2 separate regions of the Gossypium hirsutum genome follow, and region 1 is linked to region 2. The links are chromatin contacts, called in public Hi-C maps. All regions are on one chromosome and are shown on one strand. The core of a region is the stretch at or near the end of the contact, and the rest is flanking DNA. Distances in the headings are between cores, read along the strand shown.

Evidence for each region. Hi-C and Micro-C count contacts between places; a contact is called where the count stands out from the background.
Region 1: a Hi-C map of leaf shows a contact between it and region 2, with 2.4 times the contacts expected there. The contact joins the promoter of LOC107916799 here to the enhancer-like site in region 2. A contact is called at or near these places in 9 of 34 Hi-C or Micro-C datasets (anther, callus, fibers and 3 more).

The regions. Positions count from the first base shown.
Region 1 is chrA01:93,608,158-93,612,703 of Gossypium_hirsutum_v2.1, forward strand. It overlaps LOC107916799 (squamosa promoter-binding-like protein 13A), which reads left to right and starts at 2,233. Exons shown (of 4, transcript XM_016846173.2): 1 at 2,233-2,696; 2 at 3,735-4,081; 3 at 4,267-4,409; 4 at 4,523-4,546. The coding sequence starts at 3,873.
Region 2 is chrA01:93,369,262-93,374,120 of Gossypium_hirsutum_v2.1, forward strand. No RefSeq gene overlaps it. Among protein-coding and RNA genes, the nearest start is that of LOC107916557, 32 kb to the left of the region's middle. Within about 2 kb of position 2,985, at least 3 of the 9 cell types and tissues checked have an H3K27ac peak or open chromatin away from gene starts, as enhancers often do. A contact at or near this core is called in hypocotyl and leaf, where this site is marked.

The DNA.
Region 1 (4,546 bases), core at 983-3,482, 240 kb after region 2:
TCCGGTGTCGCGACATTGGCCACAATAGAGGCCCTCCTTATGTTTTTGCCTCAATCACTTCTTTACACAAGCTCAAATCAACCATTAGACTTCCAATGGCACAATTTTGTCAATTTGATTCTCAAAAATATCAAAATGTAGCAAAAACTAACATTGAAACAAAAATCTAATAATTGGTAAAAAAGCATTAAAAAGACTCTTAAACTACTTGAGAACAAGCTTATTAAGTATTTGAAAGAGCCTAATTTGACGTATCAAATTACGACAAATCTACTCTCAAAAGAATTAAATATTTATAATTAAAGCATTACACATTTAATTATAGAAATATTAAGTTAAAATAGAGATACATAACCCAACATGATAATTTTTTATTTTAGGGTAAACTATATAAATGGTCACCCAACTATTCTCGTGTTACAGTTTTGGTCACCCAACTTCAAAAAAATTCAATTTAGGCACTAACATTTGAATTCGTTCCTATTTTGGTCACCCATCGTTAAATTGATAACAAAAAGCTTTTTTCTAACTAGTATAATAACACATTTAGTCCTCAATACTTAAATATTCTATCAATCTGATCCTCAAACTTCCTAACCAAAACTTTCAACTTTTAAAATAGAAGCATTCTGCATCTACTAATTGTTTTATTTATGGTTGAAATTATCCAATTCGGTACAAACCCTTTTTGTTTATATTTTTAAGAAGTTGGTGTTATAAATTAACTAAACACTATTAAAAATAATAGAAAATATAAATTTTAAAAATATAATATATAATAAAATTATATAAATAATTTAATATTTGTAAAAAAATAATTTTTACTTTGACTAGCATAATTTTAGTTTTTACTTAATTTGGTAAATGATTTAACACTAAATCAGATTATTAGTGATACTTATTGCTTATTGCGGATTTAAAAATTAAAAATAAATAGAACACATAATAACCACTTAATAAGTTTATAAAAAAATCATTATCAATGTAACAAAAAAAAGTTCAATTAATTTCTTTCACATTTTTTTCTTATGAAAAATTAAATGTTCATAATTTTTCTTATATAATTATTCATTGAACAATTGAAATTTTCAAAGCTATATTTTTTAACTCTAGATTTAATTTCCAATTTCAAAGACCAACTTTGAGCACTATGTCTATGTACCTTGAGGGAAATATTATATTGTTAACAATAAGAGTAAATCTAAAGTGTTCTTTTTAAAGGTTTTCCCATTTTCTTTAACCAATTTTGTATCAAGGGTTATAAAATATTATATTTAAAAGAAAGTTAATGAAAAAAAGAAATGAAAATAAAGTTTCAAGATAAAATAATAATTTTAAATAATACTATTCACATATTATTGAAAATATTCAATATTAATATTTTACTAATAAATATTTATTACAATTGTAAATATATTAATAATAAATATTTTATAGTATAAAAGTTAAAATATGTCATAAGCCTATGTACATTTCACGGACTTATAATTTAGTATTTGTACTTTTATTTTCAAGAATTTAGTCCCTTTACTTTTCAAATTTAAAAATCAAGTCCAATTGTTGACATCGTTAATTTTTTTTGTCAATTTTGTTGATGTCACATTTTTAAATAAAAAATACTTACTTAGTAGTCATTTAAGTAAAAAAATAAAGTTGTAATGAATCTGAATTTAACATAATATTTTTAATATATGCAAAAACAATGTAAAAAATAAAAGTATAGATAAAAATAAATTCAATTAAACAATGCAAAAAAAAGAAGAAGAAAATCTCAAATATATATTTGTTTAATTAAAAACAACTTTTATGAAATATTTTAAAGAAATCTACAAAATAACAGAAAATATTTTACATAGATTCATCCAAATACCAAAAAATATTAATTTTTCTAAAAAAGTAAATCATTTTCTACAAGTCTTTTTCAGTAAAACAAACGGAGCCTAAATTTTTATGAATAATATCTTTATTTTTTTAATACTTAATTTATTAATGATTTTTATTAGAAGAAATGTTTAAAATCTCATTATCAAATAAATTTAATAATAAGAATAAAGGAATTGAGACACTTGTAAGGAAAAAGAAATGAAAGGAAGGTAAAGAGTAAATAGACAAGAAGGAAGGATGAAACAAAGAAACATGAAGGAAAGAATGAAGAGTGAAATTTGTTTTGAAAAGTCCACAAGATTTAAAGCATTGGCTACAACCTTGGTCCTTTTTCCTGCCCACTCCACTAGTTTTCTAAATCTGAATATTTTTATTACAATAAATACTTGCTTCAAGGCTCTAAACCTAAAAAAGGAAGTGAAGACTGAAAGAGAGTTGGAAAGAAAGATCAACCCCCTGCCCCCCCCCCCCCGGTTCTTGCCTTTTTCATGCTTTATCTCTCCTTCTTTCTCTCCATCACTTGAATACCATTATCCATTTCTCTTTGTTTTACTTCCATTTTCATGCAATCCCTCAATCCCACCCCCTTTCTCTTTGCTTTCTAACTCTTTTTTCTTTTTCATCCAACCTTTTTTTTTTTAATGGCTACCCATCCAAACTCCTCTCTTCTTTTGCAACTTGTTTAACACTACTTCCTCCACTCCACAGTTCCCCCCTTTTCTCCCTCTCCTTTTCACTCAAACTCCCAGTCCACAACTTCCCAAGATAAGATTCTTCCCCTCCTCTGCTAGATTTCTGGGATTCTCTCTAAGGTATCCTTTTAGCTTCTTTTTCTTTAACTGTCCCTTTAATTTTTAGTATAGATTTCAAGTCACTTCCTTCTATTTACTAATTGTTATGGTATAATTTCAAATGAAATGAAATTTAGATAATTCAGTGATAAAATATACCATCAAACAATACAAAGGTCTTCCAATACAAATCTCTGTAAAAATGGTAGGGTTCTTCTGTTAGAACCTCTACACGTTGTACTGATATAATTATGTCACGGGTTAAAAAAAGAAACAAAGACCCATATGAAGTCTTCCCTTTTTCAGTCAATGAAAGTGGTGGTGCCAACTTGTGCTCAAACTCCAAAGAAAAAGAAAATGTCTCTACTTTAGGAAACACCCTATTTGAACAACAATTTTATATATATTTCTACTACATGAGCACAAGTTCTAGCTTCCATCATCCTTCATTAACATTTCCAATGATTAATGTAGTTTTTTTTAAATCTCCAATTCGGATTATTTTCATCTGAAGAAAAAAAAAACTAATTTTGTGGTAATATTGGCCTTTTCATCCTTAAATATCTTCCATTTTTTTGTGGTTGGGCTGACTCTAATGATGTGACAGTGACATATGTATCGAGCATTCGATTACCATAAAAGTTGTATTATTATTTCGTTTTAGGGTATATTGCTATTATTTATTATTATTTTCCTTCATCATTCTTCTTCTCTTTCACATGTTACTTCTTGGATGCTAGGAGGAGTAGAGAAAGCTTCATTAGGTCTCATATATATTTTCCAAAAGCCACATCGTACGACAAATTTAAAAGTCAAACCAGGGCGAACTCTTTCCTAAAGTAAGTTCAATGTGAAATTTTGTTTAAGGAACATTAAAATGTATCGAGTATTGGTGAATTTCATTAAGATATATACAATTCATTTCTACAATTAAACTTATCATAGCTAAATGTAATTAATTGTGAACTACCCTTCATTTGATATTTTTATGTATTAGCAAGCAAATATTCTACTTCTGGAATTGTTGGTCTGATTCTGATTTTGTTCATGTGGAGAAAGGTGATGGGCGATGTTGCATCAATATTGAGCGGTTAAAGTCCAGAAGCTCTATAGGTGAATCGAGCTTGGCTTGGCATTTACGATTTGAGTTATTTTGAAGATATATATTTTAAGGGTGCTGCGGGTCCCTGTTGATTCATGGAACCATCATCATCTGCTCCGTTTAAAAGGGCTCGACCTCCTGGCAATCGAAACCAAGTACCTTCATGCTTAGTCGACGGTTGCACTGCAGACCTCAGCCAATGCAGGGACTACCATCGACGCCATAAAGTATGTGAAGTCCACTCTAAAACCCCAAAAGTTATTATAAGGGGTCAAGAACAACGGTTTTGCCAGCAATGCAGCAGGTAATTAAATAATTACAGCAGCTTTAATGCTTGTGTTTTGATGTCTGATGTGTAATACCATTGTTGGATTGCAAGAGAAATGGAAATCAATTTCATAAAGTGCTCTTATCCTGCCTGCCCCTTGTGTTCCATTCTTTTTTTGTTGCATTTCGTAATGATAAGTGATTAGTTTATGGTGAATGCAGGTTTCATTGTTTGGTGGAGTTCGATGAAGGAAAACGAAGCTGCAGGAAGCGTCTCGATGGACATAACCGAAGACGGAGAAAACCTCAACCTCAACCTCATTCTCTATCTGTAAATCCAGGAAGATGTCTTTCCAATCTCCAAGGTTCGTCTGGATTTTGTAATGTTCAAATAAGAATCTTGTTTTCACCTTCTTATTCCTATGTATATGTAGTAGCTTTGCTTGTTCTGATATAAATTAATGAGACTCTGCTGCAGGTTCTAGACATTTACCGTCCAGTA
Region 2 (4,859 bases), core at 1,735-4,234:
CTCATGAAGTCATCCTTCTCTTTTTTCAACTCGTAAATCAGAAAATTTTCTCTTTCTAAAAATGGTTCATCATGCCATTTAAAAAACTCACAATCTCCAACCTTATAATTCTGGCAATTGAAAAACCTCCTCTCGATATTTGGTTTTTTTCATGTTGTCCACATTGGGCATTTGACATCACAATAATAGTATACAATTTCTCTCTTGTACTGCCAGCAAACCGATGAGTGCATGTTTGTTTTGCTACCTTTAGACAGTGAAACATGATGACATTGCCATCTTTCCAAACCCTAAAAGATAAAATCAAGAGATTGGGTTGGTTTAGCAGGATACTAGTTGAAATTTTTATAATAAAAGAAAAAAGAGTTCGTGAGACAACAACCATACATTAAATCAACAACGTAAAAGAAAAGAAATTCTTTGATATTTTAGATATAATAGCTTGCTGGGGAAGAAGAAAATGGAGGCATACGTTTTCTTTAAATGCTATTTTAGGGTTTTATTTAGGGATTTTGGGTTAATAAAAATAATTAATCAAGTCGCTTACTTTTTAATAATTTTGGTATAAAATTTCTTTTAAAATAAAAGAAAATGTTATGCCATTAGTCGATGTAAAAAAAAATTATAATTGCCACTTGTTAAGTGACATGTCTATAAGATTTAACGGTAATCATGATCAATGACGAAAATTGTCAATTAAAAGGCTTAATTGATGCAGTTTTTAAGTTATGAAATTTAGTTGGGTGTGTTCGTGTAAAGGATCAATTGATTTTCTTTTTGCAAAAGTTGGAGGACTTTTCTACCCATTTAGCCATTTATTAAATATTATTTCCACTTGTACTTTATCTATAAAAAATTGTACCTAAGTAAAAAATGTTAAGAATGGAACCTTAAAGAAACTTTTATTATATATAAAGAAGATTGTAAATTCGTAATATTTTATTTTTGAAAAATATAATTATAAAGTTCTAAAATTAATTAAAAAATTCGATTAAAGTACCTTCTAATTATTTTATAAAAAGTTTAATTGGAACTATGGAAGATAAATTATGTCTTACTCTATGTTTCGCATTACTTTAATCTATTTGTAAATAAATATTTAAACTGTTTAATTTATATTGTAACTTTAAATATAAATATTGTTAAGATATTTCATATATTATGTAAATATTAAAATTTAAAATTGTTTAATAATTAAAATAAATTACAAAAGTAATACATATCTATATTTAATTAATTATGTTGGATATTACAAAATCATAAACTGTATTTCCCATATTATATTTGTAATTATTTCTCTATATATGATTCACAAAATATCATTTTCGTCAAATAGAGATTGAAGAAAAAAATTATCATTAATCATAATTATTTTTCATTTTTGGCACAAATTTTATTTTCCGGTTGGAATTATAAAAGTTGATTATAAATTTATTTTGATTTATATGCCTTTAAAATTTAAAAAGTAATAAACAAAATACTGAAATAGGTTTTTTTACTCTATAATATAAAATTAAAAATATATATCTAAAATAGTATTCCACCACCATTAATTATCCCCTTTTTCCCGACACATGTCAATAATTTGGTAAAAAAAAATTGAATTTTTGATGGTCGAGGCTGGCTGGTAGACGACACCGATTTAAATATACATTGCGTGAATTTGGAGTTTGGTCCATGGTTCCCCAATATGAAAAAAAGAGAATACACATTAGAGAAGAGAAGGGGAGGACAAGGTAAAAAGAAAGAAAAAAGAGATTTGGGGTCTAAAAAAATTTAAAAGAGGATTTTGTTTAGGGTTTTAAAAAAAATGAGATTAGAAAGTTTTGTTTAAAGTTTAAACCAAAAAGAGGGTTTAAAAAAATTAAAAGAAGATTTTGTTTAGGGTTTAAACAGAAAAGATTAAAAGAGGTATTCTTTTAGTATTTATAAATTATTTGTTTAGTTTATTGTTTATTGTGATTTATAGGTTATAAATGTTTTTTTTGATTTATTTAGATTTTAATTTTTTTTATAATAAAAGAAGGTTATATGAAAGAAAGTGTGCAGATATGTTTCTGTTTTATTTTTTTTATTGTTAATTTTTAGATGCAAATAACAACATATAATCCTTTTAGGTTTATTTTGTTTTGATAGTTTTTGCTTTATTAACATAATTTTTTATGTAAGTAAAAAATTGAGACCATTGAGTTAAAATTTATGAAATATTTTTATTTTATTATTCACTGAACTAGTATAAATAAATTTATTATATACTGTAATAGTATGAAAAAAAATTTGATGTGGACAAAACTGTGGTGTCGCCTGTAGCGTGCCCTCAACCAGTGTTGCCTTTGCACCACTCTAAAGATACTATTCCTGTAATTAATGGTGGTGGGATACCATTTTAGATATTTTTAATTTATTATATATTATATGGGTAAGAAAGAGGTAACAAAATATTCATACACTATTGCTTTACCAAACACGTGACTGAGCCTATGCAAAACAATGGGCTGAAACAAAAGTGGATTTGGAAAATGATTTTAAAGGGCTAAAAATGATTTTAATTTTTAAAGTTAAGACTAAATTGGTAAATTTTATAAATATTGAGGGTTAAAATTATTGATTTTTTATAATTATAACTAAAATAAAAAATTTTGTAAATATTAAGGGCTAAATTTTTTTATTCATTTTTATATTTAAGATCAAATTTAAAAAATATGTAAATATTAAAAGGTTAATTTTATTGCTAAATCAATAAAAAAATTTATTTAATTTAGAGTAGTTAAAATATTTAATTTCGAAAAGCTGGATGTTATAATAGTTAGGTAGGGAAGTAATTAACTATTTTGCTTTATAGATTCTGCTATACAAACGTAATTTAATCGAAAATTAAGGTAATTAAATTTTTAATTTTTAGTGTAAAGATTTAATAGTGCAGGGGCTACAATTTGAAAGAGACCGTACGACATCGTTTGCACGCTATAGCATTAGCTACCTAGCTAGCTAGCCTAGCCTATATTGTTACCACCACCTCCGAACCTGTCTCATCTAGTAAGCCTATGATTAGCTTAGATACTACTTAACTCGTAGGCCTTTATATCAAACAAAATTCATTTTTTATATAGTTAAAATTAAAAAATTAAAAATTATTTTAAGTTTGTATTTTTTATGTAAAATTTAGGTATAAATGTTAATATTATTAAATTTTTTTTATTAGATTTGACACTCTAATTTTTTTTAAAATATTTATTTAATAATTATGTGTAAAAAAGATATTATAATAGATTTGAAATAATAAAAAAAATTAACGATATATTTAGATTAATATATAATATTATAAATATTGATGTATCAAATTAAATATAAAGATTTAATCTAAAATATAATTAATGGATTGATAAGCTTCCCTTAGCTTAACCCACAAACTGATACTTAAATTATATCATTTTTCTCATTTTGCTGTTTTTCTTTTTTTGTTCAAAGTGGTATATAAATTACATTTCCCCCAAGTTAGTACCTCTGATAGTTAAAACTAAAGGCAAAGATATTCTAGTAGTACATGTAACACCCTTATACCTCACCCGACTATTGGATCAAGTATAGGAATGTTACAGTGGTTGTCAGAATAACAGACAACAACTCTCTATTTAGTTGAATTCCATATATTAAAAACATTTTAATTTCACTATCAGGGTTTGAAAGAGAAACCAAAATTAGGGTCATAAATAATTAATTAAAGTATTAAAATAATATAATAAAATATTATTATATTAATCTAAAACAAAACTTGATTACGAGGTTTAATTTGAAAATAGTGTGTTTTAATTGAGTTAGAACCTAATTGGAATAGGGGTAAAATGAATCAAAATATTGATAATGAAGACTTTACTATGAATATTAATTATTGTATATAAACTAGAATAGGAATGCGTTAAAAACTATAAAGTTAAATAAGTTAATAAGAAAAAAATTGAGTAAATGTGTAAATTAATAAAGAATATTTAAATTGAACTCAAAATAAATATATACAACAAGAAATAAGTCATAGATTGAGTGATTAAGTGTTAGCTTCCTTCCCGAAAGAGCTTAGATTCAAACCTAACTCCTCCCATTTCTTTTCCTTTTAATTTTCAACAACCTAGGATAAAATCCACATTAAAACAAATATTATATAAGGTAAAAATTAAACAAGAAATGGGTTTAGGCCAAATGGTTAGCACATTAGTTTCCTTCCTAATTCACTCAAGTTCAAATCCATTCTTCTTTTTTTATTTTATAATTTCACCAAAAACACCCCAAAAATGTATTCATATAATTAAAAGTAAAAGACAAACAAGAAATGAGCAATAGCTTAATGGTTAAGGCATTAGCTTCCTTAAGTGACTAAAGCTTGAGCCTTCTCCTCCTTCCTTTTGATTTTAATTTCAAGTTTTGGCAAAATATTGGAAAAATTGTAGGTGACGCCCTTAGGGTTTACAAACCCTAGGAGTTTGACCAAATTCTATCATAATTTGACTTAATATTTTACCTTTTCTCAAAATTCCAATAGAATTAGAATTCTACTATCTTTTTTATCTTCTTTTCCTTGCCCATTTTCAAATCCTAATAGAATTTCTCTCTATCTTTCTATTTATTCTCTTTTTTCTTTTCTCTCCTTTTTTTTTCATCAAATTGGTCATTCAATTGCTAAAATTATTTTTTCTCTCGATGTAAAATCAATCCTCGATAAATCGGTTCTATAACGATTGTTGAATTCATCATTGATAGCCTTTGTAATTCCATCAAGTTCAGTAAGTGTATCTTGATCTAAAGTTTAGGATCTGAAATCTCGTAGAAATTCTATCCGATATTGATATTTCAAATCAATTAGTCGA